Regions from separate parts of the Mus musculus genome. Here regions 2, 3, 4, 5 and 6 are each linked to region 1. The links are chromatin contacts, called in public HiChIP or PLAC-seq maps. All regions are on one chromosome and are shown on one strand. The core of a region is the stretch at or near the end of the contact, and the rest is flanking DNA. Distances in the headings are between cores, read along the strand shown. Region 1 holds the start of Mpped2 (metallophosphoesterase domain containing 2). Region 2 has its middle 14 kb from the start of Gm39902. Region 3 has its middle 26 kb from the start of Gm46755. Region 4 has its middle 44 kb from the start of Gm39902. Region 5 overlaps Gm14015 (predicted gene 14015). Region 6 has its middle 66 kb from the start of Gm39902.

Region 1 (4,344 bases), core at 842-3,341:
GATATTTGCAGGGATTTACAGTGAGTATCAGGAAATGCATGTGGTCTGCATCCGATCATTTTGAAAGTAAGCTTTTAGAGTATGTACCTCTACTTGTGGATAATATCTCAATTTGGGAGTTCAAATCCACTTACTGAAAATTATTTGAAAAGTGACTTCCTCTTGTTCCTGACTTACTGCTTAAATTCATTTACATTTCTCCAGTTTTTTTTTGGTTTTGTTTGAACAAGTTTGGCTTTAACAGCCTAATGGAAATAAAACTTATCAACCCAGGTACAAGTTGGTCATTGCTGGATAATTAATTATTTATAAGCAGGGACCCAGTAAGTTTGGTTTTCTTCTTATATTGAAATTTTGTTTTAAATATTATTTTCCTCAGTTTCTCCTACTCAAAAAATGATACAAATTCCCACCAACTTTGTAAAGAACCACACACTTGATTTTTAATCACATTAAATATCCTTTAAAATGTGCCTGTAAAACAGAGCACATTGTTATTTATAGTCAGTGTGCCCATATTTAGATCTCAAACCATATTAAATTAGTATGACTGTTTCAAGTAACGATTCAGTGTGTGTGTGTGTGGGGGGGGGGGGTTAGTGCACAGTGATATTAGACTGATCAAATCAGTCTAATTAGTCTTAAAATTCAAACTGTTTACAAAAGAGGAGTGTATTGCTAACTCTTCTGGGAGACAAAATCTAATAACTTAAAAGAACAAGTTTCTAGTCAGTGTTCATGGTTGGGCTGAAAACCAAAAGACAGCAAAATATGAAACTGCCCCTTCACCTCATCTTTGGCATCCTTTAATGTCAGTGTCACTTGCTGTGATTTGTGCTTGGCCAGAGAAGGCACTGTCCTTTCCCCTCAGCCCATCAGGCAAGCACTGACACTCTGGGCACACTATACAATGAAAGTACATCAGTAAGCCCATTTCCCCTTCATTTCTGCATCCTGAGCAGAAGAGATGGACTACTTAAAATTCAAGTGTCAGGAAAGTCCATTGTAAAAGGGAAATATTTTCAAGCGAATTCCGTTTGATCTTTTTTTTTTTTTTCTTTAAATAAGGGGCTCCTTCTGCCTCTCTCCCTTCCTTTCCAGACCTTGGAAACCAATTAGTCTCAGCACAGAGGCTACAGGCCAGGTTGAAACGGCTCCTTTTTAATTTTAGGGGATATAATTTCAGCCAGGACGTCTAGTCAGTTGTCATGTAGTATACAAAGCACAGGTTTCACTCTCGTGCACATACATTGGTGTTCCCTTCGGAGAATGCAGATTTTCTTTTCTTTTCTTCTTTCTTCTTCTTCTTCTTTTTTTTTTTTTTTTTTTTTTTTTTTTTTTGAATCTGACTCCTAGAAAGGAATTAGATCTGGTCGCCGTCCAAATCCTTCGGCTCTGACAGTGGCATAACATCACAGGGCCACCTCATCTTTCAGACAGCCGTGCCAACCAAGTTTTCTAAAAAGCCGTCTGTCCCACCATTTCAGCGGCTTTTCCTATCCTTACCCCGCCCTCCTTTTGCATACAAATCCTAGTGTTCCGCTCCCCTTCCCCGCCAGGTTTCCAAAGTAGCAGAGAAAATTGGAGTAACTTCGATTTATTTATTTATTTATTTATTTGAAGAGCGTGTCTTTGGGAAAGGGAGAATGTGATTCAAAGGGGCGCGGGGGTGTGGGTGCGGAAACAATTAAAGCCTTTGCCTGACTTCACCTTCTTATCCTGAACCTGTCTTAATTCTTGAAGGTGAAAAAACACCAGCTGGGTTGGCCTTTTCTTTCTCAGGAACAACATTACAGAGCCAAAGTGGGGTGTGTGTGCCTCTGGCTCTATGAGAGGGTTTAGGAGAGGGAAGCCTTGATACCCCATAGGAAAGTCTCAGTTCAGCAGTGTGGAGGGACCCTGGGGTCGCCCCTCTTGTGAGATCTTAGTGCCCCAGTCGCTCCTCCTGCCCCTGCAGCGAGTTCTGCGCTTTGGAGCTGTGCCAGGACCTCTGACAGAGCCTGGCAGGTTCATGAGTGGGGGGCGGGGGCTTGGTGTTCTCTTTGCAGAAGACGACCATCTGGGGGGCTCCCTTATTTTCCTGGCGCTCAGTGGCCCGCCCCCATCTCCCCGACCCCTATCATTTTAACGCTGATCACACACGATGGTGAACTTGCAGCTCAGCTTCCTGCCGCCTGCTTGACCCAGGGAGCACCAGCAGCCTGCGGGCCTCGCCCTCCGCTCTCCCTCCTCTCCTGGAAACCCCGCGGCCTCGGGGCGTGGGTGGGGGGTTCGAGTGGGCCGGAACTACGGCAGGGGCGTGCAGGGCGCGGGGTCCCAGCGGGGAGCTCACAGCAAGCGGCGCCTGGGCGGCCCTGCTTCCTGGAGCTGTGCTCCTTTGACCCCAGTGGCAGTCCCTGTCACTGCACCGCTCGCGCTCCCTTCGCTCGCCGCGCCCTCGCTGCCTCTCCTCGCCCCCTCGCTCCTTCTCTTCCCAGATCGAGGCTGCTCCGGTCCTCTCCACCTCCCCACGCAGCGACCCCGCGTCCCGCTCGCACCGCGCCCCTGTGCTGCCCTCCCAGGCCCTGGATCGGCGGCGGGGACCTCCGGGGTCGAAGGTTCTGGCCCGCCCGCGCCCCTCGCCCCTGCCGCCCCCAGCGCTGCTCCAAGCCGGCTCGGGTTGCTTGGCGATGGCTCGCCCGCACACCGGGCGCTGAAGGCATCCCGGGGACCCGGAGCGCAGCCCGGGAAAGGTAATCCGCCCGGGGAAGGGAGGCGGAGGGCGGGGGAGGGGGGAGGAGGCGGCCGGTGCCGGGCGCGAGAGGAAGGGGAAAAAAAAATGCACACACAAAGCGGAGCCCGGGTGAGAGGTGCCTTGTCAGAGGCGCGTGCGAGGGCGCGGGGGCTGCGGAGCGCGGCGGCCCCGCCGACCCTGAGGTTGGCCGACTGAACACTCGAGGACCCGGGGAGAGCAGATTTGTCTCCCCCGAAGCCCCCAACAAGCGAGAGCGAATTTCTTTACGTAGCTGTCCTTCTTCCCACTCCCCATCTCGCCCCCTGTTCTCCCTTCCCCCCAGCCCTCGGCCACGGACCTCTCGGGGTCCCCACCTCCCTGCCCCCTCCTCCGCCGGGTTTCTCAGGAAGGTGGTGGCGGCAGGGGGAGGGGGTTGTCCGCGAAAGCCTGCGGCAAAGCCCCGGGGCAAGGGATGGGGGTGGGGCCCGGGAGTCCGAGATCTGTTTACTAGAAAGTCCCAGGGTCGTGCGCCGCAGCTGCCCCGGCCTAGGCCCGGGTGCATTGTGTTGGCCCGAGCCCTGTGCGCCCGCGGCGGCCCGGGGCCAGGTGCAGTGGCCGGACGGCTCGGTGCAGCTTTGTGCTCCGGCCGCCCGCGCGCGCAGCGCTCCAGCGCGGAGCTCTCCGCCAGCCCCCGCGCCCGGACCTTACTCTCCGGTCTCGGCGATTGCTGCCTGCCGAGCGAGAGGGCTGGGAGGCGGGGTACGGCAGCGTGGAAAAGTAACCGTAGCCGCCCAGTTTCTTTTCTACCTAAGCAGTAGTTGTGTGGATCTCCCCCTTTACCCCCCAACCCTATTTACATTTACATGTGGCAAGATTCTCTTTTAAAATCTTTTGAATTTCGGGCTTTTGCGGCCTAGGAGGTGAAGGGAGCATTTTTTTTTTTTTAACCTAGAGGTTCGAGAGGGCATTGAAATCCCCCAGCAAGAAAAGAGCACGGAAAGATAAGCAGTGGGGTTGATTTATAGCGCACCCCACAACACACCCGGAATTAAGAGTGAATGCGGGTCATGAAAAATGTGTAATTGATTTGTGATGGTAAAGACACTAACAGGTCAGGCTGGGAAAAACACACAACTTTAACTGGAAGGGAAAGACTTCCAAAGAGGGGGCAAGGCGGTGGCCTCCACATTCTCCTCCAGCCCGATGGCTGGCTGGATCTCTTCCCTTCCCAACTGTTCCCGGGAGGAGCCTGGCAGCTCCGGGACTCAGAGCAAAGAGGCAGCTGCTTAGGGTACGGACTCGGGCTCTGGTCTGTATGCTCGGAGATGCCAGTGCGCTTCGGAGGCTTCCGTCCCAGACCTGGGGTTAAGATGCCCCACCGAGGATGGCAGCGACGTCAGAGCCCGTTTTCTACGGCGGTCTTCAGTCGGTGTCCCGCTGGGAGAGAGGAAGGTGGGGGAAAATGCTTAACCGACCCTGGGGGAGAAAGTCTACTGTCCTTCGTGCTGCCTCCACCGCCGGCAGTGGCGGTGCCCAGCGGGTACTCAGCGTCTACGGAAAGAGGAGGGAGTTGTGGCCAGGACCAGGCAACGGGAGCTGTTGACAGAGCAGGGCATGTGTGTGTGTGTGTG
Region 2 (4,344 bases), core at 1,381-3,880, 250 kb after region 1:
TCTCACCCCAACTTTTGACTTAGTTAATGTTCTATTGCTGTGAAGAGATACCACGAGCAGAGCAATTCTTATAAAAGAAATTATTTAATTGGGGGTTACATACAGTTTCAGAGGTTTGGTTCATTATCTGCATGGCAGGAAGCATGGTAGCACACGGGCAGACAAAGTGCTGGAGAAGGAGCTATAAGTTCTACATCTTGATTCACAGGCAGCAGGAATAGAGAGACAGACACTGGTGTTGGTTTGAGCATTTGAAACCCCAAAGCCCACCCCCACTGATAAACATACTTCAACTTTAACCCTAACCCTAACCCTTCTAATTCCCTGTCAAATAGGGCCACTCCCTAATGACCAAGCTTTCAAATGCTTGAGCCTATGGGGACTAATCCTACTCAAACCACCACAGCTGTTGAACCTATGTAACCTTACTACCCTTTACAGACATGAAAGTCAAGCACCTCTCCTTTCTCTGCGCCAGCAATGAGCTTTATTTATAAAGCACCTATGTAAGGTGGGACCTTTATTCTTTCTCCATTGAATGACTGGAAAAAATGAAATATTAGAGGGAAAGAAGCTAAGATGGTTATTAAAAAGAACAGAAGTACCAGAAGGCTTGAGGGCTTTCTCTTATAGCTTGTTCCAACGGATAGTGAGAGATTAGAGAATTCACTGACCCAAGTTTCTCTTTCTTCTAGGCAATCACCAGGTTGACTGTCTTTGATGAGACTCTATTGGTGGCAGCTGTTTATAGAGAGTCATAAAAGTTGACAACTCAGCTTTCAGGTGTATCTAGTAAGCTTGTCAACAAGTATAAACAGGCATTGGAGTGTTTTCCTCCCTCATGTGAACTTGATGATCAAATTCAATTTTATATAAAAATGTTTAACATGCACTTGAATTCAAAGATGAGGGTGCAGCGCATTCTGTTCTACCAGCTCCCGCTTGGCATCTTGGCGCTCCTGCAAAGCCGGGTTTCTCTAGAGCTCCTGCAGTGGAAAATTTCCCGGTGCGATCTTGAAAGGTGAGAGGGAGTGGCCGCAGAGTGTGTGAGATTTGCAGCTTTTGAAGTGATTTTCTTTTTTAAATTTCAAGGTTTCAAAAACAACTCTTTATGTTTTGAAAATATGATTCATCCATTTCTGCCTCCTGCTATTCATTTCAGAGATACACAGCAGGGTTTGTTAAAAGACCACAGGCAACCACCAGCCCCTCAAAGGCAGTTTCTCTATGTAAACATCCCACAGGCAGATTGCTTGAGGAGGAGGCCGTGTTTATTTATTTCCTGGGATTCTTCACTGCACTTCATCTTGGGCTCACTTCTTGAGTGTGGGAGCACTTTGCTTGTGAGCCCCATTTCTAAACAGGGATTTGGTCACTGCTGATGGCCTTCATAAAGAGAGGGCCTTCATAAACTGAAGCTGGTAGACACCCCCTACCACTACGCCTCTTCCCTGCCACCCAGTTTTCAGGAGACAGAAGATGATCTCAGTGGCTCTGGGAAATATCCGCACCAAAACAGCAATCCTGTGTTGGCTTCACAGTGCGGAATCTGCTTTGTGATCACATTCAGTTACAAACTAGACACAGTCATGGAACGTGGCATGGAAGGATCTAGAAGCAGCCATGAGCAGAAATGGGTTTAGCATTGTTTGCTTAGATATATCTACTTGCTTGGGAGGGAAAATATTAGACTTGAAATGATTGAAAAAAAAAAGACCTAGAAAAATCTATACCAATTTACTAAATTCAAAGAGAAACACAATTCTACCCCCTATTCTACAGATACCATGACCCAGCCCACCAGATGTGCTTTCAGAGAAGGGAGCTGGGGTCTAGACTGTGACCAACAGATAGGCCAGAGGAGTACAAAAGAGCACCAACTGATTCTGAACTGTAAACTTAAATTTACATTAATGTTCTTTTTTTTTCTCTGTGAAAGATGAAACATCCTTATACACACAATGACTTGAGAAAAGAAACTTACTTTAGTAGAAATGCTATTTTCCAGTTCCATGTGACAGTAGATTCCAAATCTCCTTTTACTCTTTAGTCCAAGCGGTAGAATAAGGATACAGCGGAAAGCATGCTTCCCCCTCTTGCAGAATACTTAGCCGCAAAGACCGCTTAGCTGCAGAGACACTGCCTCCGGAGCAAGGAGGAGCCTGGTGTTCTCATGCGGGCCCTAGAGGCTTGAACACTTCACTGTTCCAGTGTCTTGTGGGTTTTGAAGAGTCTGGAATATTCCAGGTGCTTCCCAAACCAGTCTCAAGCAGAATAGCCATCTACAAAAGTGCAAGTATTTCTGGGAGATTCTCTCAAGCTGTAGCAATTTGTTCCTTCTAAGCAGCAATTTCGTCCCTGACATTTTCTGTCTAGGAGGAAGGCCTGATACCTGGCACACCCTGGGATCCAGAAGTATGGCTATAGTAGCTTTTGGTGTTTTGGTTTTTTGTTTGTTTTTGTTTTTTGTTTTTTGAACAAAGCAGGGGCAAATTAAGGAATAAGCTAAAATGAAGGAATTTTAGGCACAGTGTAAATCTTAACTTTCTGGATGTGAGGACTGAGAGCTGAGCTTGGGCATTAATGAAAGATCTCAGGCAAACAAGTCAGGGCGGGCTGCCAGTTCAGGCTGAGCTTGGCAGACACACAGGGCAGCTCTGACAGGGAGCTCTCTGCATGTTTTAGCAGAAGGTAGAATAGATCTAAATGCAGCCAACCTATTGATTTATTCTCTTTGTACTGGACATGGCTTTTTATTAAAGAAAGCAGATATTCAATAGTGTTAACTAGTAATGGGAATTGGCTTTTCACTAATTGCACAGACCTTGGCATTAATACACTTTAATGGAACCTGGGCTCTGTGGCCCTCAGATCAATCCTCAAGTTTTTCTCTAACTCTTCCTGGTCAAAGGACATGGATAGCATTGTAAGTGACAAGACCTTTCAAAAATGTTTTGTTTTGTTTTGTTTTTTTAATTTTAATTCATGGAATGAGTAGGCGGAGAATTTTACTTTTATTCCAGAATACTAGAGAAGGGAATAGTTTTATAATGTGTAAAATATGAAGCAACTTCACGGGCTGAAGAACTTGGAGTTTGGCGTTGGCTGTTTAGAATTCATTTCTGCATGCTGAGGAGAGTTGAGCTTCCCTTGTACCTGGCTGGGTCCTGCCCTTGCTGGATTCTGTGAGGCAGAAGAGTCATCATTTATTTATTGTTCATTTGTTAGATTTATAAAAAGTAAATAGGATCCCTGACAGCTGCTAGGCTCCGAGGTAGACTCGGAACTGGGGTTGTGAGATTCTGCCGCTCCAGCAAAATTCAGCTGAAGGCCCAGAGCAGGGACACCCGGTCCACCCCTTCACCCCACAGCCTGGCAGGAGGGAACACATTCCTGCATTTCCCACTGGGGCAAATGTCCCATTGCCATTTGTCCAGGCTCCAGTGCCATATTCTTCCACTGGGCTTTGAAGATGAAGAGGGGGCTCTGGGGAAAAGCAGCTTCATACCTAACCCGTAGCCCTTGAGGGTTTGTGGGAGCGGTAGACGCCTGTGTGTCTCACTCATCTATAACCGTAACTTCGAGTGAAGTTATAGTCAAACACACTGAATATTTAACCTTAAGTGCAAAAAGAAAGGACGGAAGGAAGGAAAGAAGAGGGAAAAGAAAAGAAAGAAGGAAAGAAAAATGAAATAAAATAAAAATGTTTTTCCACCTATGGGTTAAGAGATTTAAATAAAGACATTTTTTAAAGGCTTACTATATGCAGGCCTTTTAGCTTATGAGCGTCTCAATGAATGACAGCTGTGATCAACTTTATCTTTGAACTCACTATGCTTGGTAAGGCAAGTCTGTGAATGGGTTGGCTCTTTGCTTTTACTACTGTTATGCCTATTGCATATCAGAAACTGTTCCATCATGCAGAACTCAGCCCTAACTTGGCAGGATTCATAACCGAGCAAGGATAACAGAGAGCAACTAGGTTGAGAGATGAGTAAACTTTCTAAAATATGATTTTTTATATAGCGAGAAATGCTGGTGGATGAGGCAGAGAGAGGTGGGTGGGGGGAGAAGAGGGTGGGGAGAGGTGCGTGGGGAGAAGAAGTCAAAGAGACAAGCAAATAAATAAATATGAATGGAGATGGTGTTTAATGCTGATTTTCACCTTGATGGCAGTTAGAATCACCATGGGGACATGGGCGTGTCTGTGAGGGATTGTCTTGCTTAGGTTCATGGAGATGGGAGACCCACTGGAAATGTGGCAGCAGTGATCTACAGGCTCAGATCTCAGAGTGAGTAAAATGGAGAAAGGAAACAGTCTTTTTGTTTTGTTTTGTTTTCTGT
Region 3 (4,344 bases), core at 831-3,330, 240 kb before region 1:
GTTGTTGTTTAATTTCCTTCACCTGTTTAGTTGTATTTACCTGTATATCTTTAAGGGGTTTATTTGTTTCCTCTTTAATGAGCTTTACCTGTTTTATTTTAGTTTCCTTTATTCCTTTAAGGGATTTATTCATTTCCTCTCTCAAGGCCTCTATCTTATTTACAAGATTGGATTTAAGGTCATCTTCTTATGCTTCAGTTGTGTTAGGCTATCCAGAGCTTGCTGTAGTAAGGTAGCTGTGCTTTGAAGGCATCATATTACCCTGGCTTTTGTTGGTTGTGTTCTTTTGAGGGCCTTTAGCCATCAGATGGCTTTGGTACCTGGTTGTTCCAGTTTTAGTAGGTATTGGGACAGGGATTAACCTTGATGGTCCTGGTGTGGCAGGCTTCTGATGGGTATCCTTGGGCTGATGGTTCTGAATCAGCAGGTCCATATGGTTCAAGATCTGCAGGTCTAATGAAGGCAGGCAGAGAAGTGGCAGGAGAATGGAGGTCCAAAGGGGATAGCAGGCTGCTTAGGACAGCTTGGAGTGCCCCAGAGGACTCTAAGAATAGAGACCCTTCTGACTTTTTAATTATTTCTTAAAAACTTGCTTTAGATGAAATTTTAATGCAATAAATTGTATATTTATACTCTGTGTACTTATAAACTGATTTTATATCTCTCTATATATACATATACATACAAAACTTAATGGGATATAATTTTCCATGTTTTCAAACTAATTTTCACCCCCCTGAGGGTGCTATCTCCCCCATTGAGAATGCATAATTCATTCATCAATACAAATGATGAATATTTAAGAGAAACATATATTAAGTTCAAAACAAACATATTGCATAGTATGTTATTTAGGATCCAAATATGTTGGAAAGAAAACCAAGATTATAATAAATATAAAATTTCTTCATTACTTCTACAAGTTAAGTAGACAAAAGAATGTATAAATAATCAAGAATGGTTTGTTATTAGCAATGGTTTCATAAATGATTTGGTTAGTACAGTGGTGCTTTAAAATATTAATATCACTTAAAACATACACACACACACATATATGGATATATATGGATATGTGTGTGTGTGTGTGTATACTATCTTAATTACTTTTCTATTGCTGTGATAAAATTATGACCAAGGTGACTTACGACAGAAAGCATTTACTTGGGGCTTACAGCTTCAGAGAGTGGCTGCCATGGAAGAGAGCATGACAGCAGACAACAAGACATGTGGAACAGTAGCTGAGAGTTCACAGCTTGAACACAGAAAGAGCAAACTGGGAATTTCAGTAGTCTGTTGAAACCTCAAAGCCCATCCACAGTGACAGGCCTTGTCCAACACCTCCTAGTTCTTCCCAAACAATTCTCCCAACTGGGAACCAAGTTTTCAAACATTTGAGCCTCTGGGCCCATCCTCATCCAAGCCACCACTTCTTCTCTTTGCATTCTTTTGCAGTCATGTTACAAAATGATTGCAACACAATGTGCCCAGGTGTCTGAAAGTAGATTCAGTAGAACACGGGGTCAACCATTCACAGATTCAGAGAGCTCTTCGGAGAGAGGAAGTGCATGGGCACAGCTGTAAAATGTGCCTGGGAGTTTTCCCATGAATAGAATTTAGATCCAAAAAAGCTTAGACTTTAGATACTTTAGAATATTTAAGTCAGGGGTGATGTGGGCCACAGATTCTTGATTAATACAGAAAGATTAAAACCACAGAAGGATGTTTCTTCATGATGGTTGTTTTCACACTTGAATGGAGTGTTAGTCTGAACGTCTCTTGTAGATGAAGCTACCAGCTCCTCTTTAGGGCTTCCAGTTCTAATCTTTGACTACACGAGCTCTGGGCTGCTTTGTCGTCTGCATCAGCTCAGCCTTCTTCCCACTTGCCCTTGCAAAATCGTTCTTTCTCAAAGTTCAAGATTTTTAATCCTTTTGGGCAAGGCTTCCCTAATTAAAGCCCAAACAATCTGAAAAGTAAATTAGTATTTGGGAGCCCTGGGCACCATTCCATGGCTCTTGATGTGACACTCCAAAAGCCTTCTTTGTTTCAATCTGAGCCTCTGTAAAAGCGCCTTTCTCACTTTGAGACTCTTCCCTCCTCTTGGCTCTGGTTTGGCTCAGCACAATGCCACCTAAACGAAGCACATCTTTCTCAGGTCACATGATTTCTCTTTGTAAATACTTGGGACATATGCCAGACACTCAGTTTGGCTGCCTCCTGTAGTTAGTTACGAGGATAATTCTCAGAGAGAGACTATAGATGCAAAGTGCATGTTCAGGACAAAGAGCAAGGAACCTTGAGTGAACAAAATAACCCTTGATATAAGGCCCAAGCATGTCTTAAAGAAGTCTTAGTTCACCTTTGCCTTTCCCACACCCAGCCCTCAGAGCCAGTTTCTATTTTGAGATACAAAAATCAAACCGTCTGGGAAAGTCGGAGATTGTAGGTGTGGATAAGGGATCGTCAATAAAATAGAATTTTAGGAGCACTCACTTGGTGGATCACTAACAAAAGGCAAGAGGGGGAAATGGCAGGGACCCAAGGACCCAGGATGTCCTGATCAGGATTAAATGCCTTGATTAGACTGTCTCATTTCCTCTGTGACAAGCCTTAACTTCTTACCTTTGATGGGCACCATTTTCATTTAAAGACTTCCCATTGTGGTAAGTGAAAAGTAAATGAAGTGCCAAGCTTAGAGAATTAATAAAGAGAAAAATGCCCATTATGTAGATTTTCCGCTCCTTAAAAAAAAAAAAAAGCCAAGTAGCATGTGTTATGTAAATGAACCAAGTTTACACTGGATCTTAGCCAAAAGACTGAGAAGCTATGATGAACCAACCGAGTTCAATAATGTGAAGTTTTATCTTCTCTGTACTGTTCAGACAGACAAAATCAAAACCTGTCTGACTGGCTTGGCCAGCCTCTTGTGTATCCTCTTTGAGTTTTTAAAATAGAGGAGCATCCAGAGATCTGTTGAAATTGGCTTTCCTTTTTAATTGTTTACATTTGCATGGATCAAGCCCTCACCTCACAGGCCAGTGGACCAACCCATTATAAGCCGTCTCATCCTTAATCCTGGGATGACCTTGGGAGTTCTCAAAGGGCTTATGATTCTTGTACAGCATCTGTTCTACTTCCTTTGGATCTTCACTTTCACACCAACCCCTCAGCGACCATGGGACTTTTCTCTTAAGATCATGCAGAAGTTAAGAGCATGGAGTCTGGGGTCACTTGGAGCTGAGTAGTTCTGAACAATTACTCATTTGCTTTATTATGTTAGTTTCCTTGTCTATGCAAGCAGGCTAAAAGAATACTTCTCCGATGGATTGTTGATAGCATTAAATGAGCATGAAGAGCTTGGAAGAGGAGAAGCTTCTGATAGCTGTTACACCACACCCCGCTGTGGTGGTTTGAATGAAACTGGCCCCCATAGACTCATAGGGAGTGGCATTACTTAGAGGTGTGGCCTCTTTGGAGTAGGTGTGGTATTGTTGGAGGAAGTGCATCACCTGGAGCAGGCTTTAGTCTTAGATGTTCAATCCAGACCTAGTGACTCACTGCTCCTTCCTGCTGCCTGCTGATGCAGATGTAAGACTCCAAGCTACCTCTCTATTCATGACAATGGACTAAACCTCTAAACGGTAAGCCAGCTCTAATGAAATGTTTTCTTTTACAAGAGTCACCTGGGTCATGGTGTCTCTTCACAGCAATAAAACCCTAAGACTCTGACTGTTTCAGACGTTTTTGCTGGAGGATCATAAGCTCAGAGCCAGTTTATGCAATTTAGTGAGTCCTTGTCTCAAGGTAAAAAGTGAGAAGGGGGTTGGGGCTGTACCTCACTGGCAGAGTTCTTCCTAGCGCGCTTAAATATACATAGGGTTTATTATTATTATTTAATATTATTATTATTATTTAATTTAACCTGTTGGTTTTTTCAGGTTGGCTCTAGGTCCATTTTGAGTGTCATAATGACACTGCCTTCTGCTATCCTGTAGGGCCTCTATAAGGACATGGTTTCAGTCTTCATAGCCCGATAAGGAGCACGGGTCTCTGTTCTTCTCCTTGGGGCTCTGATGTCTTGCCTTGAACTTGAGTTCCTTTCTTTTAATCTCTTCCTCACCTCTTGACCAACCTTCCTTCCTTTTATACCCTCTCATCTCACCCCTCACCCAACCCCATTGCCCTTCTTGGGCTCTCCAGGCTATTGAGACTCTCTGGCTATTTTCTAAATAGCACAGCTTTGCCAGGTGGATAGCTTGGGCCTCACTTCAGAAGCACCAGCTCCAATACCCTGGAGGACTGGATAGCTCAAGCTACCCATCAGAAGCATCACCTCTTACACCC
Region 4 (4,344 bases), core at 1,290-3,789, 220 kb after region 1:
TCCCTAACAAATCCTTTGGCTCCATTTTGGTTAAGCCATCCCCTCTCTTTCCCATTCTTGGATAATAAATACATACAGCAGTAAGGTCTGGGCTATTGCCACCTTAAATGGCATCTTCACATTGGTGATGGTATGTGTCTGCATGCAGACAAGCTTCCAGTAAACCTCTGAATATTTACTTCCCTGTCATTTTCCTCTGAGCATTTGCTCGTAACACTCTGGGGAAGGAGTCATGATAACAGACACTAATGATTAGGGCTGCTCCCTCCCCCTGGGTACACACACACACACACACACACACACACACACACACACTTACCTTTAAAAATCAAGTGTTAATTTTGGCAGAGGTTATCGACATTGTCCAGTTCTGACAGCCTCAGTTCCACATTCAGAGACGTGCTAGGAGGTGAAGGGGACTTAGCAATGCCTTCAACTTTCATTACTCAGCCAGATTGCAGAGTCTATCAATTATCCCAACATTGACAGTCGGGTGAATTAATTGGTGCATTTGACAAGGACAGCTATTACCCTATGTTGTTCTGACAGCTGGTTTTGATATCGGGAATTTGTCAACCTCCCTTTCACTTCACTGGAGCAGTGGGAGAGACGGCTCAATGGCTCAGTTGAGAGCATTGCAGACTCTCTTTCCTGACAGTCTCCTCTGGGGTAGACTCAATGGCATCCTAAGCCAGAGCACCCCGACATGCCCCCAACTCTCACAGCCCAATCATATACATTGAGTGGGCTAACACAAAGAAAAGAGAATGAGGAATGTTGATAGATTTGTTAAGCCTTTCAGGATGGAATGTGTGCCCTTCAGAGGCTGGCTATCCTTGCCAGGTTCCCTTTCCTGGATTTGTTATGTGACACTGATACAGGATCATGAGAAAGGTGTCTTCAGTGGTCATGTGGGTGGCAGCACGTGACCAACTTCGTTTTGAGAAGCTGTCTAAGACATAATTATACAAATAAATGGCAAATAAGGAGCGTTTAATGAAGTTCCTTTGTAGCTTTAAGATGCTCAAGAATCTAAAATATTTTATACCTCCTACTGCAATTTTTGTTTTAGAAGTATTCTTTCTGAGTTCGAGGCTAGCCTGTTCTACAGAGTGAGTTCCAGGACAGCCAAGACTACACAGAGAAACCCTGTCTTGAAAAAAAAAACAAAACAAAAAAAAACCCCCAAAAAACAAAAACAACAACAAAAGAAAGAAAGGAAGGAAGGAAGGGAGGGAGGGAGGAAGGAAGGAAGGAAGGAAGGAAGGAAGGAAGAAAGAAAGAAAGAAAGAAAGAAAGAAAGAAAGAAAGAAAGAAAGAAAGAAAGAAAGAAAGAAAAAAGAAAACATGAAATGGGTTAGCCTGCTGATTCAGTGTGACTTTGAGGAAGCAAGAGATTTGCTGTCGGCTTCTGTAACCTGCCTGTGTAATGGAGAGTGTAGCCACACACACCCACAGCTTCCCAATTCAATTTCCCATGATAAGGATGGTGTGGGGAAGAAATTGTTTATTTGGCTTAAGCTTCTACATCACTGATCATCATTGAAGAAAATGAGGAACTCAAACAGGGCAAGCACCTGGAGGCAGGAGCTGATGCTGAGGCCGTGGAGGAACACTGCAAACTGGCTTGTCCTTCATGGCTTGCTTTGCCTGCTTTTTCTTTTAAAATAGAAACCAGAACTACCAACCCAGAGGAGGCCCCACCCTGAAACTCTGCCCTCTCAAAGCAATCACTAATTATGAAAATACTCTACAGGTTTGCCTGCAGACAGATCTTAGGGAGACATTTTCTCAAGTGAGGCATCCTTCTCTCTGATGATTTCTGTTGTGTCAACTTGACAAAATACTAGCCAGCTCTCGGAGGGTAGTCAGAGGGAGGTAGTCAGATTGGGATAGCAATGTGAACTGTTCCAAAGACAAGCACAGTTAGCACAAGTCATTATCCCGCCATTGCTCCCGGGGTTTGGCTGGGTGAAAAGCAAGAGCAGAGTGCTGATTCCGCTGGGAAGCTCAGAGGGCAGGTGTCAATCACAGTGTGCTACAGTCATTGGGTGTAACTAGTCCCGGGCATTAATGCTGACCATGTGAGTTAACAACTCAGTAGGTTTGCAATTGTCTGGGGTTGAGCGAGAAGTGCTGAGCAGTAAGTGTAATCCACAACCCATAAAATTACGCCTGCTGTAGAAAATGCAGTTCAAGGACATTTAAAACAGTTAGGCCAGAGTAAAACTGATGCTCGGTTACATTTTCCGGGTGGCATGTTGGGCTTACACTGGGGAAGCGACCCCTGGAAAGGTTAATATCAAAGCGTTAGAGGGGGCTGAGCCGCAGGATGTGATTAGGTCTTTGCAGTCTTTCTACTCAATGCCTGCTGTGGATTCTTGCTTCACTGCAGAGGATGCCATGAAACCATTGCTCTTCTGAGCCCTCAGCTCCTCTTCATGAAAAGTTGGCTGTCCTTATTATTCCCAGTCCTTTCAAGCCCCTCCCTTAGATTCTACTGCAGGAGCGAGGTTGAGAACAGCTCAAGTCTTAAGACAGGGAGAAGCAGACTGCACCAGAATACATCTGTAGCTCATTACACCCCAATTGGCTCTGTAAGTGAGGGCCTAGTGGCTGGATTTGTGACCCTGGAGTTTTTACTGTGACAGATCTAACAGGTCTACTCTCCCGGACCTCACTGTACACCCTGACTTCTCTCTTCTTGTTTGAAAGGATCAGAATATGATTTTTTTTCTTAAATTGATCTGAAAGTGGTTACTCTGAAATTTCTATTGTTAGTTATAGATGTAGCTTCTGGTACCATGAGAAACAAATCTAACTACCTCTCAACAAAAGCATTCTGAAAATATCCAACCCATGCCTCCGCCAATGAAACATGTCCAAGTTCTATAGAGACTAAGTTCATCGAGCTTCAGAGGCTACCTATAAGAAAATGATACAAAATTCTAAAACAAACCCCACCCCAAAAGTAAAATCTGATAAAGAAAATAAATTACAAGAAATCAAACATTTTTTTTAAAAAGCTGACAATCCAAGCATTAGAGAATCTAAAACAATAATAATTATTTTATCAATGAATGGTCCAGAATGAGTCTTTATTACTTTTTTTCATTTCTTACATCCTTCAGTTCTAAACATTCATTTGAAAATGATTTGTTGGGGACAGGGCCAGGCTGGGCCAGGGCACTGGCAGCTCTGAGATTTCAGTGCGACTCCAGCCCGTGGACCCACTGCCATGGGCACCAAGCAGGTCACCCACAGGTATTTTATGCATGGTGTAAGTGGTGAAGGCAGCCAGTGCCTGTTTTCGCATGACTTGGCCAAGTATTTGCAGATGGCAAACGGAGAAACCCAGCAAGCCCCCAGCACTGATGATGTGGATGTGATGGAGCTAGGAGACCTCTTCATGCACCTTTCTGGAGTAGAGTCATCAGAACCCTAGTCAGTGCTGATGCCTTCATTTGGGCTCTGCAGTCATCTTTCCAAGGCATGGTGCAAATGCAACTGTCACTGACCTGAGGTGACACGGTACCAGGATGCGAGTGCAATAGTGAATCCCCTTGGTCTCTTCATGATTCACTTTCCCTGTCCTGGTGAAGGGAAGAGAGATCACCAAGTCCATGGAATCAGGACATTTAGAGTTGAGCTCTCAGTTGTACCTCCAGTTTCTTTCTCAGGGACCAGCTATGTGGTCCAGCTGTTTTAAATGAGTGCTTTAAATGAAACCTGACTGCCATCTTTCTTTTGTGACTTTCTTCCTTAAGCAACAGTAAACTTGCAGCTGCTCATAAAGCAGCAGATCTGGTTTTTGTTTTTGTTTTTGTTTTTCTCTTGCCAAGACATCGCTAGCCCTGTAGAAGGGTCCCCTGCAGTGACCATCTCTAATATAGTTGTTGAGCCTTGGAATGTATGCAACTGTGTAGTGAGAACATATTTGGTCATATTGGTGCTGTACCATAGGGTAGACTTTATGGCTGTGAGGGTGGCTATTGAGTTCCTTCCAGTGTCTCAAGTCAACAGGTGTGTGCAGTTGTGAAGATCTCCAGGGAGATGCCATCTTACCCTCCCCTTGTACTGAGAGCACACGACACAGGACTCACACACAAACTGCTTGTTCACGCCTATAAAGTAGGCTCTACACTGGTTTTTATGGTAGACAGGAGCAGCCACTCCTCTCTCTAAGAACCAGGGCCAAGAAAGAGCAAGTTTGTCCTAAACCTGAATTCATTTTCATAAAAGCCTGTCATTACCTGTATGTTTTTTGCTTGGTTGTTCCTGTAACTGTAGAGGATGTTCCTTGAGTTCTGTCTGCACAAGAAAATGAACAAGCAGGGCCCGCAT
Region 5 (4,344 bases), core at 1,240-3,739, 190 kb before region 1:
TGCAATATTTTATTTCTGGTACAAGGAAGGAAAAGGTTAAAGTCTTGACATGAATGCCAAATTGCTTCCCCAAATCGCGGCAGCACATTTTCTTTCCATACACATTGCTTCAGACTCTGCACTGAACACTTTCTACCCTGAAGTAGGGTTTTTTTTAATTACTAATATGATGATTTTAATGTACATTTATTTTGAGGCTAATAAAAGGAAGAATTTTCCTATGTAGACTCACCATTACCAAATGGTAATTCTCATTCTCTCGTTCTCTCTCTCTCTCTCTCTCTCTCTCTCTCTCTCTCTGTCTTTGTAAACTGTTAATAACCTTTGTAGTTGAGATTTTGCTTTTAAAATCACCCTTAACTTCAGTTATAGCTCATCTGTTTTAAGATTTTTCCCCCTTGGTTTCTGTGTTAATATTGTTTCCTATTAAAGCTATAAAAGTACACTCAGAATTTTTAACATTGTAGTCTCTGTTATTGTTTTTATCTGTGTGTTTGATATGAGTCTTATGTACCCCAGACTGGCCTCAAGTCTGAGATTTAGCAAAGGATGACCTTGAACGGCTTATCCTCCTGAATGCTAGGATTACTGGCTTGAGCTACCACAGTGCTGGGGATGCAGCCCAAGGCTTTGCACATGCTAAACAAACCCTCTGCCCACTGAGCCACTTGCCTGGCCCCAGCTCTGTTCTTTTAGTGCAGTCGGATGTGCTGCATACTTGTGATATCATCTCTGTGTTGCTAAAACTCCTTCTCTGGCCTCCCAAGACCACAACAGCAAACTGAGGCACCATTCCACCTAAGCTCGTAGCGATGTGAGCGGTCCTTCACAGCCAACTGACCCTAAGAGGCCTTATCCAGTAGGCATTCCACCTTCCCCAGTCACATAGACCCAAAGCCTCAACCTCCAAGCCCAACACTTCCTGCCTTGGCCACCTTTAGGCCTTCATGTACTCAGGCCCCTCCCCCACGCCATGTACAGTACTCCAGGTCATAGGAAGCAAATGGACTCTCAAACAAAAATCTCTACTTCCTACCCAAACCTCTCTGTGCCAGGATGTATGCCAGCCCTGCTGGGAAAATCTTTCTCAGGGGGCCAGCGTGGCACACAGCTGAACTCCCAAAGATAGCAGATGCTTGTCGATCACTTTTTAAGTTAGGTTGGGTCATATCAGACTCCCTAAACTAATTCCTGTTTAGTGGATACCAGAAGTTCCCTAGCCAACTTCTTATCCATCCTCTGTTTTCTAACTCCAACATGACAGGATCCAGCAATGCTTTGTGTAAGGTACAGGACCAGAATTCCCAATTACTGAAAGGACTCTGCCAAGCCCTTTCAAAGCTTGCCCTGAAATAGCCACCTTATTTAAAAGTCACTGTTTTAATCTCTACCAGAGGCTTTGACCATGATCAATAATTAAACTTTCTAACTGTTGCAAGGAATTCAGTTTTTGTTTCACTAAGGAACTGAGAATCTACACCAAAGCTACTGTTTCAGAGTCATCATCTGACAGTCATGAAGAAACCTAAACAAACAGGGTCAGTCTTAAAGAGACCTACAGTAGTAATTCCCCGTAGTGCCAAGCTGGGTCACCTATTGTGAAATCCTAAGGCGGCTTCTTGCTTTGCATACTGCTCACATATGTAAATAATTACAGCACGGCTTTTCTTCCTGTCCTGTTTGTGATTGAGTAGACATAATCACATTTGAAAAGAACGTTCTTTATGCAGATCACAGTACAGACAGGAATAAAAGAAAAACAAAACAAAAACCTGGTAAACCCTTGAGTGTATCTAAAAGTACTTCAGTTTATAACTTAGCAGATTTATGTTCAAATTCAGCAGCTACTATGAAGCATGGGATGAGTCACTCTAATTTTCCCTTAATTTTTATTCAATAAAGAGTGGTAATGGCTCTTGATACAAATGTAGCTGAGGATGGCCTTATCTGACATCAATGGGAGGGGAGGCCCTTGTTCCTGTGGAGGTTTGATAACCCAGAGTAGGGGGGGTCCTGGGGGAGTGCTAGTGGGCAAGAGTGGGTGGAGGAGCTTCCTCATTGAGGCAAAGGGGAGGGAGGAAAAGGGAGGATGGGATGGGGGGTTGTGGAGGGGTAACTGGGAAGGGAGACATCATTTGAAATTTAAAGGAATAAAAAATTAATTAAAGAAAATAGTAAAATCTTGGTATCTCATGGAGTAAGATAAATCCTGTTTTCACATAAGTCACACTTAAATCCTCAAGAAACCAGTAGATCAGAATTTTTCCAGCAAACAGGTTTTGGTTAACATGCAAGATCCTTGAAAGCATAGGATTTAAGTACTGCTGGCAACAAGGGACTTCCACTTCCCAACACCTCCTGTTCAATGCTCCTTGAGATCTCACCAACTCTCAGCTCGACTTCCTGGTGGCCACAAATCTTGAGTGTGAGCACCATAACTATACTGGTCAGAGCACAGGCATTCTGACTAGCTATGTATAAGCTCTTGGCCAAAACAGCAGTTGCCTGACCCCAGTCTATACTTCTTGAATCAGAATCTCCTGAGCAGAGGGCAGGCCTTGCCAGGGGGCTTCTTTTTTTTTTTTTTTTTTTTTTTGGATAACAACTGCTGGACAGATGTGAGAAACTGTTATTACTCATCTTTAAAAGAGCAACCCTGATGCATACAGAAGGTCTTCAGGGAAATTAAAAGCACTCACTTTCACAGCCACAGGCTGAACGATCAAGCGGCAGCTTGCTTGGATTCTTGTCTAATTGTATGGTTTTCATGAATAACATTAAACATGAATAGGAATAGGCTGGGAAATTATTCAGTTTCCTATCCCAGTCACACAGTGGGTGTGTCTTAAAGCTTTTTCCTGACCCAGCACTTAAGACCCTATGAGGCTTTTTTTTTTTAACTGTGTAAGAAACTGTGCATGCTGGCCCCTTTATCAGTGTGTGGCTGTGTGCAGCCAACTTTAGTAGTCTTTTCATGTATAGTTTTAAAAATACATTAAGTATGCAACTGTAGGTTTCTTTCACCCCTCCTAGCAGCTCTCCTTTTCTTTTCTTTTTTTGTCTTTGTCTTTGTCTTTGTTTTATTTCTTTGTCTGTTGCAATGGAATCTCTGTTGGACTTTGACAAATTATTGACCAAGGTGGATCCATTGACTAAGGTCCTTAAGTGTCCAATGGCCAATCAAATGCTTGATCTCAGAACTGGCTCAAGGACGATGGGAGTTAGGTAGAAACAAGCCAGAGCTGATTCCTTTTCCAGCTCCTATCCCAAAGGGTGGCTTTGGCTCTCCTCAAGAATTCTCTGACATTTTCTTGATTTTTTGAGCCACCAAAGATCTTTTTAGCTAACACATTATTTTTTTACACTAGATTCACTGGTAACAGCCTCTGCTTCTTGCAACAAATACACACACACACACACACACACACACTCATACACACATGTATACATATACATATATATATATGTATATATATATATATATATATATATATATATATATATTCTTTTTCCTAGAGAAATGTAGCTTATTCTCTCTCAGAATTTACACAGTAGCATCAGCCAAGGCTCCCGGCAGGGAGGGGGCTACTGAAAGCTCACCTGCGGGAGGATTTTACATTCCCAGCTGAGGCCTTGATTTAGCCTGGCTTTATAATTCTTCTTCAAGTCTCTTGATGCAGGCTGACACTTTGTGGAGTACTGTTTCTCCATGATAAGAAAGCATTTGCCTTAGGGAGGAGGGAGAAGATTGAATGGAAGTGTTTTACATTCACTTGAACCACAATTATTTTGCTGACACAGGGCAAGGTACTAACAGGGTTTTGCTGTTGGGGAATTAAAAACCATTTGGCCTAGTCCTTGTTCAGACATTTCTCATCTGTAATATTGTGGCCTAACATGTGGTTAAGAAAAATAAGGAATCCCTGCACCCTGACCTATAGGGACATTCAAATGCCCAGCTGCTGGGGATGCCTGGGGAGATTCCCCTTTGAAGGGTTCAGCCTTTAGCCTTCCATATTCTCTTCTGGTTTTATCAGCCTCACTCTCTCAAGTCTTTCTCTGGCTACCTGTCCTGCTGGATATCAACTGGTTTCTACACTAAGTATGTATTTGAATCGCTCAAAGAACATTTTTGAAGATGTATTTTATTTTTATTGATATGTATGTGCAGGTAGGGGAGGGAGGCAGGGAGGACTTTTGATCCCCCTGAAGTTGGAGCTCCGGGCAGCTGAACTACCGGGCATGGTGGTTCATACTGGTTCTCTTCCTGTTTCTATGTCTATCTTTATTTCCTCATAATTTAAGGGTATTGTTCGTCACGACAAGAAAAGTGTGGTGGCAGAA
Region 6 (4,344 bases), core at 469-2,968, 200 kb after region 1:
TAACTCAGGAGAGGAGGTGTTAGCCACGTGTAGGTTTGGGAGTGGTGCAGCCAGAGAGCTGTTTAAGACATATTAAAATATAAGGTTGTGTGCGTGCATGCTTGTGTGTGTGCATGCATGCATGCATGCATGTCTTTCATTCAGGAACCCAGTAGCAAGGAACACTCCACTGCCAGTGGAACAATTTGAGTAGAATTAATTGGCAACTGCAACAGAAAGTGATGGAGCAAAACAACCTGATGTGGACCTCTGGCCTTCACAGCACTCACATGTACAGGCAAATGCATTCACTACATCTGCAGGCACATAAAGAACTAAAACAATGTTAGCTGGAACTCAAAACTCAACACAGGCCTCATCAGCCTTGTTGAAACCTAACAACAGATCCTTTTGATAAGAAATACAATGTGAAACCACTGTCCTCATCAAGCTTCTTCAGAAAGATGGAATCATTAAGATACAGGAGAGAGGATTTATTAGATAGATGCACATGGAAGTTGGAGAGCTCCCACGATGGCTCCCATGATGGCTTGCACAATGGCTGTCTGTAGGCCGGAAAGTCAGAACAATCGGTAGCTGCTTGTTCCAAAAAGCAGGAAGCCTCAGAATACAAGAAAGGCCAGTGATGCAGCCCAGTCCAAGGTGAAAGCCCTGAAAGGCCCCCGGGGAACCTCCGGGGAGAGTCCCTGCTCAAAGGCTGAGATACCTAGAATCTGGTTTCCACCAGAGACAGCAATACAAAAACACCCACCAAAGAAACAAGACACATCCAGGAAAGTAAAGGTCTTGTTCTTTGACCATTCTTGTTCATAAGGGCCCTTCTTCTGGCTGGTACTGCCCACATTCAGGGCGGGTCCTCCACATCAGTTATCGGACTCACATAAATTCTCCTCTGGAAACTCACCGATATACCCAGCCAAATTATTGACCAATTTCAAGACATTATTCAAAGCAGTCGGGTTGACAGCCACAACTAATCAGTACAGCCACCAAATCAAACTGTCACTGTAAAGACTTGGTTTAGTATAAGATCTAGAAAAAGATAATTCTCTGTACAAGATTTTTGTATTTAGCACCAACACTAATTTCGATCCAAGAGTCTTGTGTATTGAAGAGTCATGTTAGCCTAGAAAGTAAAGCCAAGTTCAGATAAAAGAACCATAGAGTCTGTGGCCAACATGTGCTGTGGCCCGAAAGAATCAGCTTGCCCTTTATCAAGGAAACCAAGGGAGGAGACAGTCATGGATCTTCAGGGAAAGGGTAGGTGTGGTTGTGAAGGAAGGGTAGTTCAGGTTACCTGGAGAGAGAAACAACTGCTGATTGGAGGTTGCAAACTCTAGGGGCAAACATTTAGAGCACTGGTAATTGGGAAGAATTTAGAGGAGACAAGGCCTAAACCAAAAGGATGCTGGTACCCAGGTGCAGGTGCCAAATGGAAGATAGGAAAGAAACTAGTGACAGATTACTGCCTATTCATCTGTCTTCAGTCCTGGGGAGCAAAACAACCTGAGCTGGCCATCTACACCAGTCTCAGGACACCTTTTTTCTTTCCACTGGGATAAACCAGTGGGATATACCTCTGGGAATCAGCTGCTCCTGGAGGTGATCTTGAGAGAAAGCATGCTTGAAGTGAAGGGAGTGAACTGTTCACCCATCTCTTTAGCTGCTCCAGGACTATACACTTTCCTAGACCTCAGTGGAGAAAATCCAAGCGAACATGTTCCTTTAAGAACCAGCAGCCAGCAGGGACTGGCTTCCTGCCAGTATGGAAAAGTAGAGAGCGAGACATTTAAAGCCCTATTTGAAGGCTGTCATTTTTTTTTCCCAATGACCTCAGATGGAGTGATTAATCAAGAAGCAATTCCAGAGAGAAGCCATCTCCTTTACCTACTTAAATCTCCCAGGTTAAGTTGTATTTTAAGCCCTGGATTATTTTTAGACAAGTTTGTTGCTGTTGCCTAACCCTATGTTAAAGCAATTATTGTCTGCAAGGGTCACACAGAGTTCAGTAGAACTGGAAAATTCACAGTCTTTAGTATTGATGGGGTGAGTAGCCTGGTCAGGGTCTTTTCCTTAAAGAGACAGACCAATAAGAACAATCAATATAGAGAAAACCACACGTGGCTTCCAGAGAGAAAGGAACTCTATTCTTTGTGACCTCTGGCAAACACCCTGGAATCAAAGCAGCAAGGAAAAAAAAAAAAAAAAAAAAAAGGAAGGCAGCCAACCCTCGCCTTCCCCGGGCTCAGAGAAGGTGGTTGACTTTGTTATTTGAATCTAAGTGGGAAATTAGACATCTGAAAAGCAGAGGAGACAGACCTACTATGTGTTTGGTTGCTGCTTATCTGTGGCTCTAAGCAAGTTACCTTAATCCTCACATTTGCTCCTTTGGAGCTGTTGCATGCTCAATGTGATTGCAAGTCCTTTACAGGAGAGGAAACTGAGGCTTGGGTAAGTAATCGGCTCAAGATTGCACATACCTAGTAACTGCCAGAGTCAGACTAGAAGCCAGGTCACCCTGACTACAAGATGAAGGAAGATCTTTTTACACCGTAGCCAGCACCACATAACTGGTGGGCAAAGGTTGGAAAGATGGCTCAGCAGAGGGATAGAGTGCAGCTCCTAGCACATACATGGTACCTGACAAGTTTCTGAAAACCCAAGAATCCAGTGGCAGAGGATTTAACTCCTTCTTTAGGCCTCTACACACACACACACACACACACACACACACACACACACACACACACACAATCTATTTTTCACAACAACAAAATGGTAGTTCAACAGGGGGTTGAACTTTTCTTAAGAGTTTATGAAGATATGTTATGAAACTCATCTCAGACAACCTCTTTTTCAATTGGCTTCTGAATTCACTGGAAAGATAATTAAAAGCCACACTTAAGAAGCAAAATGGCAAATGACCACGAACCCACATGGAACACACACAATTGAAATGTTTCACATATGCAGTAGTTGTTCCATCTTACAGAGGCAGAAGGTGAGGTATGTGGTGTTGTGTTCATTTTCCTTTCATAGGCAGTGTGGGTGTAGCCAGGATTCAATTCCAGGCATTGTGATAGAGAGCTTGCAGGGGCTGACCTAAGTAATAAACCTCAGCACCTGCCCCAAGTTCAAGTTCGCTTTGTGGCTGTGAGCACTGTGGAAGAAAGGGTGACTGGCTCTCACTGAAGACCAATTCCCCTCTAGCCTGTGGCTCTCAGATCCCTTAGACAAAGAACTACCTGTTGGTCTTTCCCGGCAAACCCTTTATGAAGGTAAACAGAGCCAAGGGTCCTGAGTTTCAGACCCCACTCCTTCCCAACTCCCAGGCTTCTGGTTTCATCCTGTCATAGTGGGATGGCTCAGCAGAGTGGCTCACTCCCTAGCAGAAGGAGCAGTGAAGAAGCAGACAGAGAAGGGGGTCAGGATAAAACCCTTAAAGGCCCACCATTGTCAGGGACTTGCCTTCTCTACCCACACCAAAACCGCATCCATAGCTGGTGACCAAGAACAACAGAGGGCATTTCATATGCAAAGCGCCACATGCATTGTGTGAATGTTGCACTGAGACCACCTGTATGAAGAAACTGGTATCCACTGAATATAGAAGAGAGGTGAGGCACCCAAAGAGTAGCCAGAGCCCACTACCACACAGGTAAACCTAGATGATTCTGCAGCCTCGGGCTTCAACATGAGTGAGCAGATAAAACACCAAGATAACAACCTCCAGTCAAACCATAGCTGCAAGAAAAATAATTGCTGTTTTAAGCTACTATTCTTCGAGGTGATTTGTTACACAGCAGAGGCTGACTGAAATTGCTCCTTTGAGGTTAAGGCAGGGTAGCCTTAGTTGACCCACTTCAGAGGCTGCCACAAGGCAATCATTAGCAGTGATCGCCTCTTAACCCTGTCTCCACTAACATAAATTTCACCCTGATGATTAGACTTCTAATACTTAGAAGTTGAATATTTCTGCCTATGACTCTGAAAAAAAAAAAAAAGAATCATGGGGTTTAGAGAGATGGCTCAGTGGGTAAAGTGCTTGGTGTACAAACATGAGAGCCTGAGTTTGGATCCCCAGCACTGTGTAAAAGAGCAAAGCATGATAGCACATGTCTGTAATCCCAGGACCAGAGAAATAGAGACAGGAGGAGCCTTGAGGCTCACTGGACATGTGGGCTAGCAGAATCAGTGAGCTCCTGGTTTAAAAAAATTAAGGTGGAGAGTGATTGAGGAAGGCACCTGACATCATCCTTTGGTTTCCATCCCACTTGCATACATGCTCACTGTAACGTATATTATCACAGTAAATTGTCATGTGTTGTTTGAGCTCACCAAGAA

The links. HiChIP or PLAC-seq counts read pairs in DNA pulled down with a chosen protein or histone mark.
Region 2: an H3K4me3 HiChIP or PLAC-seq map of neural progenitor cells shows a contact between it and region 1, with 18 read pairs. The contact joins the enhancer-like site here to the promoter of Mpped2 in region 1. A contact is called at or near these places in 15 of 39 promoter capture datasets (the HPC-7 cell line, HPC-7-derived erythroid cells, cranial neural crest and 8 more), 64 of 484 Hi-C or Micro-C datasets (brain, cardiomyocytes, cerebellar granule neurons and 35 more), 33 of 115 datasets of contacts at active chromatin or transcription factors (SST interneurons, T-cell acute lymphoblastic leukemia, astrocytes and 16 more) and 2 of 9 other capture datasets (embryonic stem cells and pancreatic islet).
Region 3: a contact with region 1 is called in an H3K4me3 HiChIP or PLAC-seq map of embryonic basal ganglia, with 3 times the contacts expected there. The contact joins the enhancer-like site here to the promoter of Mpped2 in region 1. A contact is called at or near these places in 8 of 39 promoter capture datasets (cranial neural crest, embryonic stem cells, frontonasal cranial neural crest and 4 more), 4 of 484 Hi-C or Micro-C datasets (embryonic fibroblasts, embryonic stem cells and ganglionic eminence), 22 of 115 datasets of contacts at active chromatin or transcription factors (T-cell acute lymphoblastic leukemia, astrocytes, cardiomyocytes and 12 more) and 1 of 9 other capture datasets (embryonic stem cells).
Region 4: a contact with region 1 is called in an H3K4me3 HiChIP or PLAC-seq map of embryonic limb bud, with 2.7 times the contacts expected there. The contact joins the enhancer-like site here to the promoter of Mpped2 in region 1. A contact is called at or near these places in 7 of 39 promoter capture datasets (cranial neural crest, embryonic stem cells, hippocampal neurons and 2 more), 1 of 484 Hi-C or Micro-C datasets (trophoblast stem cells) and 5 of 115 datasets of contacts at active chromatin or transcription factors (T-cell acute lymphoblastic leukemia, embryonic hindbrain, embryonic limb bud and 2 more).
Region 5: an H3K4me3 HiChIP or PLAC-seq map of embryonic forebrain shows a contact between it and region 1, with 3 times the contacts expected there. The contact joins the enhancer-like site here to the promoter of Mpped2 in region 1. A contact is called at or near these places in 4 of 39 promoter capture datasets (cranial neural crest, frontonasal cranial neural crest, hippocampal neurons and 1 more), 2 of 484 Hi-C or Micro-C datasets (both in cortical neurons) and 7 of 115 datasets of contacts at active chromatin or transcription factors (craniofacial prominence, embryonic forebrain, embryonic limb bud and 4 more).
Region 6: an H3K4me3 HiChIP or PLAC-seq map of embryonic limb bud shows a contact between it and region 1, with 3 times the contacts expected there. The contact joins the enhancer-like site here to the promoter of Mpped2 in region 1. A contact is called at or near these places in 5 of 39 promoter capture datasets (cranial neural crest, embryonic stem cells, hippocampal neurons and 2 more), 1 of 484 Hi-C or Micro-C datasets (trophoblast stem cells) and 11 of 115 datasets of contacts at active chromatin or transcription factors (SST interneurons, craniofacial prominence, embryonic basal ganglia and 8 more).

The regions. Positions count from the first base shown.
Region 1 is chr2:106,691,090-106,695,433 of GRCm38.p6, forward strand. It overlaps Mpped2 (metallophosphoesterase domain containing 2), which reads left to right and starts at 2,092. Exons shown (of 7, transcript NM_001143683.2): 1 at 2,092-2,732.
Region 2 is chr2:106,940,026-106,944,369 of GRCm38.p6, forward strand. No RefSeq gene overlaps it. Among named protein-coding and RNA genes, the nearest start is that of Gm39902, 14 kb to the right of the region's middle. Within about 2 kb of position 2,631, at least 6 of the 459 cell types and tissues checked have an H3K27ac peak or open chromatin away from gene starts, as enhancers often do. A contact at or near this core is called in neural progenitor cells, neural stem cells and stem cell-derived neurons, where this site is marked.
Region 3 is chr2:106,452,666-106,457,009 of GRCm38.p6, forward strand. No RefSeq gene overlaps it. Among named protein-coding and RNA genes, the nearest start is that of Gm46755, 26 kb to the left of the region's middle. Within about 2 kb of position 2,081, at least 16 of the 459 cell types and tissues checked have an H3K27ac peak or open chromatin away from gene starts, as enhancers often do. A contact at or near this core is called in embryonic basal ganglia, neural progenitor cells, oligodendrocyte precursor cells and 1 more, where this site is marked.
Region 4 is chr2:106,909,707-106,914,050 of GRCm38.p6, forward strand. No RefSeq gene overlaps it. Among named protein-coding and RNA genes, the nearest start is that of Gm39902, 44 kb to the right of the region's middle. Within about 2 kb of position 2,540, at least 3 of the 459 cell types and tissues checked have an H3K27ac peak or open chromatin away from gene starts, as enhancers often do. A contact at or near this core is called in embryonic limb bud, where this site is marked.
Region 5 is chr2:106,496,937-106,501,280 of GRCm38.p6, forward strand. The region is part of intron 1 of Gm14015 (predicted gene 14015); the gene reads right to left. Among named protein-coding and RNA genes, the nearest start is that of Gm14015, 24 kb to the right of the region's middle. Within about 2 kb of position 2,490, at least 10 of the 459 cell types and tissues checked have an H3K27ac peak or open chromatin away from gene starts, as enhancers often do. A contact at or near this core is called in embryonic forebrain, where this site is marked.
Region 6 is chr2:106,887,778-106,892,121 of GRCm38.p6, forward strand. No RefSeq gene overlaps it. Among named protein-coding and RNA genes, the nearest start is that of Gm39902, 66 kb to the right of the region's middle. Within about 2 kb of position 1,719, at least 18 of the 459 cell types and tissues checked have an H3K27ac peak or open chromatin away from gene starts, as enhancers often do. A contact at or near this core is called in embryonic limb bud, neural progenitor cells and stem cell-derived neural progenitor cells, where this site is marked.